Linked DNA regions of Sus scrofa: region 2 is linked to region 1. Evidence: chromatin contacts called from public Hi-C data. All regions are on one chromosome and are shown on one strand. Each heading gives the region's core, a stretch centred on a gene start, on an enhancer-like site or on the middle of the called end of the contact. The rest is flanking DNA. Distances are from core to core; before and after follow the strand shown.

Region 1 (4,657 bases), core at 919-3,418:
TCAGTGCCCACGCTGCTTCAAGGCCAGGGAAGAAAGTCCCAGCCCTGTGCCAGCACCAACCCTTGGCAGGAAGCTCCGGCACTAAGATGCAACTGAGGCCACTCTTGCCCACAGACTGGGGCAGGAGCTGAGAGGCACGGCCGTGGATGGCAGGGCCCTGAGATCAGGGCCCACAGGGCCGAAAGGCCTCTCAGAGGAGGTGGCTCTTGGGCTGAGCAGAAGTTCAGCCGAGTAAAGTAGTGGGTAAGGGAGCTTGGGGATGAGGCAACGGCCAAAGCAGACACCAGGAGGGTAAGGTGTAGCCGAGGTCAGCAGCCAGGGCCCCAGCCTTCTCCCCAGCTCCCCCTGGCCCCGACCCCCAGCCGAGTCTGCCCTCCCCCTGGCGGGGAGCTGTCTTCTGCCTGCCAGAGTGGGTTCCAGAGCTGGCTGTGCAGAGGGCCCCTTCCTGCAGGCAGAAGCCCCCCACACCTCAGCCCCACCTCGCTCAGGGCAGTGTTCCAGCTCGCCCTGGCTCAGAGCCAAGCACCCCAAGACAAGGCAGGTTCAAGCCAACAGGGGCAAGAAAAGGCACAGAACCCCCGGGGACCCTGAATTCCAGCGTAAGGCTCAGCTCCTTAGACACCCATGTGCTCCTCGCCCACCTGCTGGAAGTGCCCTCGCACACCACACACCTGGGACCAGAAGACCTGGCAGCATCACGGTCAGCCCTGGCCCCCTGTCGCAGAGGGGCAACCGAGGCCAGCCAGCCCACCTTCTGGACCTGGCCGGGGACGGGGGCGGAACAGACGGCGGCACAGGGCTCCTACCACGTGCCAGGAGCCAAGCTGGACATCTGACAGGCATTATCTCACCGCAGCGGCCCAGGAACACTGCGCGGCAGGCACCAAGAGCCCCGCTCGGTTGGGAGGGCCACTGAGCCTTGGGGACCAAGTCCCCCACTCAAGGTCGCACCAACAAGAGGCAGAGGAGGATGGGAGTGTCCTCCCCACCCAGGCCTGCAAGGGGCAAGGCACCAGCCTGACCGCACAGGTGGCGAGTCCTCCCCAGGGCTCCTTCCTCCCAACCAGAGGGGCCCCCTCCCAGGTGACCTCTGGGCAGGGAGGAGGCGGGTGCTTTCAGGCCTGCATTCGAGAGCTGTTCCAAGCCCCCAGCACCAAAGAGGCTTAGGGCAGAGACCAAGGCTTTGCAATGACAGCCTCAAGCAGACATCCAGGCCAGACACAGGCTGGCAGCTTCAGGCCTCACCAAGGCCACCAACGGCACAGTGTGACCCCATGGAGAGCCAGAAGGTCCAGGGGTGACAGATCTCAGGTCACAGAGTACATGTGGGGCCCAGGGGGCAGGTCTGGACAAGTCCCCAGAACCCAAACCACTTGCCAGACAAGGTAGATAATGAAGAAAGATACCCCACGCCCTCGCCCCATGGCAGTTCCAGGTTTCGTTAGCAGCAAATCTGATTTCTCTGCCCAGCTCGAACCTTTCCAGGCCTGTCTGATGAGATGAGGGTAAATCTACACCAGCTGCCACGCGTGTTATTCTGCTCATCCCAGCAGCAGGCAAGTGACCACGCAGTCACTACACGGCCATCACCAGACTCCACACACCGCGTTCCCAGGCTCCCGAGGCTGGTGGGCAGACGTGCTAGCAGCTATCACGAGGTCCAGACAGGGCTTCCTGAACACAAGTCAGGACTTCCAGGTCCTGAACAAGCAGAGTTCACAGGCACTCGGGGCCATCAGACTCCTACTAAGAAGCCCTGGCCAGAGTGGCTCCCAGGCAGAGCTCAGAGGAAACGGTCTCAGTGAACAGCCCTGGCTCCACAGAACCAGATCACCTCGGGTCAGGGTTCTACCACTGCCAGGCTGGCAGGCCAGTTGGTAGGGGCTGCCAGGCTGGCACCTGCCAATGGTGTGGCCAGCTGGCGAGAAAGGCAGGTCCAAGGAGCAGACACCAAGGCCAAGCACAGGCTGGGCAGCTTTAGGCCTCACCAAAAGCACCAGCAGCAGAGTCTGACCCCAAGAGAGCTCTCGGAGCTGGCCTGGTGCCATGGCCTGGCTGCCACGGGTGGCCTCTGCAGGCTGCCAGCAGGATGTCTCTCTGCAAGCACCCGCCTCTTCAGCCCCCAGCTTGCACACACAAGGCCGTCCACAGGAGCCCCGGGGCCAGGCTGGCAGACCACAGTCAGGGATCCAAGGGTGTGCACTGGGGCCAGGAGGAGCCCAGAGCGGGCAGCCCAGGGCAGAGGCAGTTGCAAATCCCCTTGGGCCAAATGCTGCCACGTGACACTGCTGCCAGATCTTCCTATTTAAAAGAAGCCAAGAGTCTGGATTTGTATGCAGTCAAAAACTAAGAGCGCTGCAGAGGGCAACAAAACCCTGGCCACATTTGGCCACTGTGCTCTCTGTACTTGCACCTTCCAGCACCTACTAAGTGCCAGGTGTGGTGCTAGGGACAAGGAAACCCACGGGCCCACCTGGCCTGCCCACCTTCTCTCCAGTCTGCCCACTCTCCTCCTTCTGCTGCCACAGCCCAACCAGGCCAGCACCACCAGCACAGCCACTCAACTATCCTTATTGAACACCGGTCCGGCCCCCTTGCCTCTTCTCCACCTGGCAGCCAAGAGCCAGTGTCCTAATCAGCAAACCAGGCACCCTGCTCCCCTGTCCCTTGGCTGGACCCCCAAAGCCAAAAGCGGTCCAGCCCAGCTACCCCATCTTCATTTATTCCAGCCGGCCCCAACTGTGCCAGCCTCTTGCTTCGCCCTGGACCAAGTGCCTTCCCACCAGGGGCCTTTGCCCAACCTCTTCCCAACCTGTCTCCAGTCCGATCCCCTCTGGCCCTCAAGGCTCTGTGAAGGGTCACCTCCTGGGGGAAGTCCCCCCACCACAGTGATCGGTCCCATCCTGGGCCGTCATGAGCGCCATGAGGGCAAAGGCATGTCCAGCCTGGGGGTGGGGGCCCAATTGACACCTGCCTAACAGATGGACAAATGCCTCCACAGTCAGTCCTGGGAGGACCTGTCCCAGATCTGCCCAGCTCTGAAGTCTCCGAGATGCCCCCAGACACACCGTCACCACCCCATGAAGAGGAAGCAGGGCTGTCTGGTCCCAGTCGCTTCTGAAAGCCCAGGACCAAGAGGGTGCTCGCTAAGTGTGGAATAGGGACCCATGCCTGCTGGCCTCCCTCGCCCTCCCTGCTCTGTCTCCAGCGCTCCTGCACCGAGCACGGAAGTGGATGCCCTGCCTGCCTCGGGGTCCCATTGCACCGCCACATCCCTGTCCCCTTGGGCCCCAGGGACAGAACCATCTGTCCATCTCCACACCAACTCCATGTTAAGGCGAGTGAGAGCAGGCCTTGCGGGGCAGCAGATACAAGCAGTGTCTGCAGCCTTTTCCCAGGAGGGAGGCAGAGGGAAGCAGAGGCCCAACCAAGCCTGCAGTGTGTGTGCAAAGACCTGGCCTAGCTGCAGGGCTGACCTGTCCAGGGCCCTCTTCACACCCCCAAATCCTAAACATCCCTCGGAAGCCTTCCATGCCCGCCTGCTCAAGGCTGGGCCCATGGAGGGGAGGCAGCCTCTGTGCTGGAGCAGGCGTGCCCTTTTTCAAAAGGCTGCCCAGTAAAAACCTCACTAAGGAGATCAGTGAGAATTCAAGGAAAGAATGAGGGGGGAGCCTCCCTCAGGCACCAGGTCTGCTGCTCAGATGGCCAGGCTCCCAAGTCCAGGGCAGGAAGCCTGGGCACCCTCTTCCCTTTCTGGCCCAGCCCGCTCCTGCCTGCAAAGAGGGGGTCCTAAGGCACAGGAACAGAGGTCAGAGCTGACCAGAGTCCACGCAGCTGTGCCCTTAGCTCCTCGTATGAAGTGACCCTGAACCACGACATTTCTGCCCCAGCCTCGGCTTCCCTATCTACTGGCCAAGGAGGCACGCTCCGCCTGGCTCCCCCAGGGGGAAGTCAACGCCTCCCTCTCACCACCAGCCACGTGCACGGGGCAGGCCACCGGACCAGTGCCAGCTGGGCACGGAGACTACTCAGGATGTTTGGGATTCCTCCTGCCTGAAAGACAGATTGGCTCAAGGCTGGAAGCCCGCCCTGGGGAGACCACAGCCTGGCCCACTGCTTCCCAACTCACCAGACTTGGCTGGGACCTCTGCATCCCTCGTGGACCCCTGGGGAAGCCTCCCTAGGGCCGTTCAGATGCATCTGCTTGGAAGGCCTCTGGCAGAGACCTTGGCAAATGCCCAATGAGTCCTAGTGCCAGCCCGTGCCTGGCCCTGAATCCACAGCAGTGACTTCAGCCCTGCCCCCACCTAAGGCCCGGAGGCCCCTTTCCCTCAGATCTCACGGGATCTGGCCCAGTGCCTTGAAATGATCCAAATCTGGACTTCCCAGTACCACCCGATGCCCCCAAAAGAACCTCATTCAAAGGTTCGGGGACATTCCATGGGGCTGTTGCTGCTTCCAGCCCTCTGCCACCAAGGCAAGGCAGGGCCCTGGAGCTGGACCTGCCTGAATTTAAATCATGGCTCTGCCACTCCCTAGCTGAGGGACACGGGTCCATCGCTTTAGGTCTCTTGACCCCAGCTACCTCACCCGCTCACGGGGTGGTTCAAGGAGTCACCCAACCACGCAGTCGAGGTGCTCCACAGGCCCCTGGGAC
Region 2 (4,657 bases), core at 717-3,216, 110 kb after region 1:
CTCTGGGTACCTCGTGGGATCCACCCTGGTGGATGGAAGAAACGGGGCAAGACCTGTTTTTACAGACTCGTTATCAGGTCTCTCTTAGAAAGGCCGAGATATTGTATATGCTGTTAAAATCCGTCTCATAATGACGCACAGAGGCATCAGTATCTTACTGTCAAAACCTTTTTCCAGTTCTTAACTAAAAGCTTCTTAGTGAACGCAGAAAAGTACTTTGGTGGGTCCCCCCACGATGCCCATCCGTTTTCACCCATCCTGGTCGTGAGGTTTTGTCTATATTAGGAAGTGGCTGTAAGAGGAACAGGGCGAGATGGATTCCTTTTTCGTCTCTGTGACGTCGTCGTCCTCTCTTCTCTGCAGCAGGAACCTGACACTTTCCGGGGGAGGAATGAGGTGGAGGTGGCGGGCTGGCCCTTACATAAAGATCAGATCTTGACGGCCCAGGGCCTGAGGTTTTCTCTCATCCTCACCTAAACAGGACAGTTTAGGGCGGTGTTGCTCAGTAAACCTTCCATGATGATAGAGATGTATATGGGGAATTTGTGTGGCTGTTGAGTATCTCAAATATGGCCATGTGACAAAGGAAATGAATTTTTTTTTTTTTTTTTTTTTTTTTTTTTGTCTTTTTGCCATTTCTTGGGCCGCTCTTGCGGCATACGGAGGTTCCCAGGCCAGGGGTCTAATCGGAGCTGCAGCCACTGGCCTACACCAGAGCCACAGCAACTCGGGATCCGAGCCACGTCTGTGACCTACACCACAGCTCACAGCAACGCCGGATCTTTACTCCACTGAGCAAGGCCAGGGATCGAACCCGCAACCTTATGGTTCCTAGTCGGATTTGTTAACCACTGTGCCACGACGGGAACTCCGAAATGAATTTTTCCTTTCATTTACTTTTGTATTATTATTTTATTTATTTATTTATTTATTTATTTATTTATTTATTTATTTATTTTGGTCATGCCCACGGCATGCAGAAGTTCCCTGACCAGGGATCGAACCTGCACCACCGCTGTGGCAATACTGAATCCTTAACCTGCTAGGCCACCAGGGAACTCCCTAGTTTCCTTTAATTGTAATCCATTTAAAGTTGAAAAACTTTTGTATGGAGCAGCACAGTTCTAGGCCAGAAAGCTACAATCCCCTGAACTTCTGAGTGTTCTGAGTGGACATGGCCACAAAGACTAGGTCTGAGGGACTTAAGTGAGGCCCGGGGTTGACCCCAGATTGGTGCTGCTGAGGAGCCCCCCCCTCCCCCCCCCCCCCCCCCCCCCCCCGCACAATGACCTTTGGCCTAGCATGTCCTCTTCCCACCCCTCCAATGTCAGCCCCTTGGCTCTTGTGGGGTCCCCAGGTGGCACCTTCAGGGGAAGGGGTGCTTATGGGCAAGGTGGCATGAGAAAGATCCCTAGAGCCAGCTGAAACAGTCTAGAAGGCCCTGTGGCCCAGGCAGCTGAGTCCAGGGCTCAGCCGGCTCGGCGCGGGGGGGGGGGGGGGGCAGCCCCCCGGGGGGGCAGCCCCCCTGCAGTTGAATGACCCCTTCCAGCCACTTCCAGGACGCACCCCCTACTCCCGACCCCACCAGCTTCTCCCGTCATGGCTAAACCACCCGACCCGTGAGCACTGAGTCGATCCTCCATCCACTTCTCTTTCTGTTGGGAATGATTTACTAAGGGGAGAAACCACTACTGTGTGACGCGTTTGGGGACCTTGTGGAAGAAAAACAAAACAAGCCAAAGGCTCTGTTTATTTGCAGGGGTTGGCAGCTAGAGGGTAAAGGTTTGGGGCAGGATCCCCAGGCAGGACCGGATGCGCCGCCTGCCTCCGAAGGGTTAACTGGGGAGCAGGTGACGTCAGTCCTGATCCCTCCGCACTCGGCCGGCCGCCTCCACCTCCTCGCGGGGGCCTGTGCTCATTGGCTGCGGGCGGGAAGTACAGTGAGCGACTTTTTTCAATTAAGTAAAAGGGCAGGGCTCAGGCAGCCAATGACAGCCGTGCCCCGGCATATCCTGGGCAAGTGTGCCGGGCTGGGCAGCATTCCCCCGTGCGCACGCCGCCTGAACCGGCTCCCGCCAGCATGCTTTGCCTGTGCCTGTATGTGCCCCTCATGGGGAAGCTCAGACCGAGTTCCAGTACTTCGAGTCCAAGGGGCTTCCCGCCGAGCTGAAATCCATCTTCAAACTCAGTGTCTTTATCCCCTCCCAGGAGTTCTCCACCTTCCGCCAGTGGAAGCAGGTCTGTACGCCGCATCAGGGTGGGCCGAGGGAATGGATGAGCCGGGGGAGAGGGTCCTGCCGCCTCTCGTGTCCCCACTGTTTCTGAACGTGCCAGGTTTTTTTTCCCGCAGCTGTCGCGTGGCGAGAGCCGGCTGAAGGGCTACGTCAAGGGCGTGACTGGCTCTCATGTGACTTCCCAGAAAGGCTGGAATTACAGGGAAGGCATTTGTGGGAGATGGAGAGGAATTCTTTTGCGGAGAGGCGGGTTCTGAGGAGTGTGGGGCCAGGATGTGGGGGCACGGGTCTGGCTGCTGTGGGGCTCTTTCTGAGCTGGGGGGCAGAGAGGCCAGCGGGGAGGCTCCTTGTTGGAGCCCCAGGAGTTGGAACCGTGGCTTCGGAGGTTGGAGGTGACAGGGCTGTGCCCTAGGTGAAACCAACCAAGGGGCAGGAGTGGGGCAGCCTTCCCTGGCGTCTCTCTGGAGTAGGAGGCAGCAGAAATCATCACTGCTTTAAGTTGGGGAGACAGCTAGAGTCTGTGGGGGTGGCCTGCCTCCTAAAGGACACCCTGACTTTTCTGTTAATCAGACCCTGTGCGGTCCCCCCCAGTGCTCCTGATGGCAGTGCAGCTCAGATGGTATCCCTGGGGCGGGGGCAGGGAGGGCGATTTGGGTCCTAGGAGGGAGATAGGTCTGAGGGAGAAGCACAGACTTGGAAGATCTGAAATCAGCTGCATGAGCACATGCTTGGGTTGTCTGTATCAGGGGCACCCACCCCAACAAGGCCCATGGATGGCGTTGGTGGCAGAGCAACCTGGATACCCACAAGCTTCACGCCTAGTGTTCGCCTCCTCCCTAAATGACATGCAGATTCAATTTCCGCCCCATCATAAATCTAGGGTGGTAACCTATACGTAATCGGTGTCATTCTTGGCGGAGCACAAGTGTCTGTGTCTGCAGGCAGTTAGCTGGTAGAACATGTACCAGCATCTGTCTCACATTCCAGCCCCACCCCCCAGGTGGCTCTTTGGACCATGTTAGGTGACACGGGATCTGGAGAGCACCAGCTAGCCAGGGGTCCATCCGTTTCCAAACCCAGTGGCTCAGAAGACAGTGAAACCCACACTGGTTTGTGGAGAGTGAATGTGTGTCTCGCAAAGAGAGCTGGGCAACAGACGGAGGCTGTAACCCCTTCCTTAGGAGATTTTCGGTCCTAGGTTTTGGGGTGTTGCTGGGTCAAAGTGACTCGTGTGTCCTTCACCTTCTTGAGATGAACGTCTAGAAAGGCAGCCACCTTCTAGGGAGGTGGCTCTGGAGTCCAACAGGCTTGGCCTGAATCCCGCCCACCACTTCCCTGGCTGTGTGACTTCGGATAAATTACTTAACCTGTCTGAGTGTCTGTTCCCGTCTCTGAAAAATGGGGGATATGATAGTCCCTACCTCCTAGAGCCATCTGCAAGGATTCAGCAGGTTACGAGAGGTAAAGCATTTAGCAGGGCCTGAGGCACAAGCCAGGTGCTTGCGCTTTTGTGGAAAACTTCCACTTGCTGAACATTCATGGCCGACTGCAGCTGCTGAACAAAGCTCACGGCCAAGGGCGGAGATTTTGGGAACCTCGCTGCCAAGGCACAGGGGCTCTTAAAGCCTCCCCGGATCACTGAACTAATCCTCCGGAGAGCTGCCCTGCTTCGCGGCTCCTGGTTCAGGAGCTGAGGTTGGTTGTAGCATCCCCAGCTCCCCTGGGATCAGAGACAGGCAGTGCCATGAAGCACAGACCCAAGAATAGTCCCCGGGCTCTTCGCACTTCTCTGTCCTACCAAGTTCTCTCTGGCAGTGTTTCTGCCAAGCAGGCATGGGCAGGGGCCAGCGCTGCCCGGTCCCTTCACCCTAGTCACCCAATTGTTCTTGGGCCAGTGCCACTTTTCGGGATCAAAAGAGCAAGCTGCGGTGTTTCAAGCGGAATCTGGAGCTCCAAGGCCACCCCGCGTTTGGGCAGAGAGCATGTGGGGCTGAGGCCTTGGCACCGGGACGGGGCAGCTGAGGAGCCACAGTTGGGCAGAGAGCATGTGGGGCTGAGGCCTGGCACCGGGACGGGGCAGCCAAGGAGCCGGGTGGCTGATCCAGTGGAATGAGTTAATCTTCAGAACACTGAACTAAGCCCACCCCATCAGCCTCTGGCTGGAGGGCTCCCTAAACCAAGGCTCCTTTCGGAGGCTCTCTTCCCTTTTTTGCTTCTGAGGGCAGCACACTGAGCTCTTGGCCGAGGTCTGGCCGGCCCTCGGAGGTCCACGTGGTGGCCTTGGAGTGGGGCGGGGGGACGTCTCAGGGCACGTGACCCGTGCACAGTTGTTTTCTGGGGACAGGGCCCCACGAGGGACGGGAGAAGCTGGTGCGTGAGCTCAAGGACGAAACCTCACTTCTGTTTTCTAGAAAATCGTACAA

The links. A called contact is a pair of places that touch in the nucleus more often than the background predicts.
Region 2: a contact with region 1 is called in a Hi-C map of liver, with 6 times the contacts expected there. The contact joins two enhancer-like sites. A contact is called at or near these places in 3 of 47 Hi-C or Micro-C datasets (alveolar macrophages, liver and skeletal muscle) and 2 of 2 datasets of contacts at active chromatin or transcription factors (alveolar macrophages and skeletal muscle).

What each region holds. Positions count from the first base shown.
Region 1 is chr1:268,456,628-268,461,284 of Sscrofa11.1, forward strand. No RefSeq gene overlaps it. Among named protein-coding and RNA genes, the nearest start is that of TRNAE-UUC, 22 kb to the left of the region's middle. Within about 2 kb of position 2,169, at least 23 of the 83 cell types and tissues checked have an H3K27ac peak or open chromatin away from gene starts, as enhancers often do. A contact at or near this core is called in liver and skeletal muscle, where this site is marked.
Region 2 is chr1:268,563,580-268,568,236 of Sscrofa11.1, forward strand. SLC25A25 (solute carrier family 25 member 25) reads left to right here. Exons shown (of 11, transcript NM_001164510.1): 3 at 4,646-4,657. Among named protein-coding and RNA genes, the nearest start is that of PTGES2, 25 kb to the right of the region's middle. Within about 2 kb of position 1,967, at least 54 of the 83 cell types and tissues checked have an H3K27ac peak or open chromatin away from gene starts, as enhancers often do. A contact at or near this core is called in liver and skeletal muscle, where this site is marked.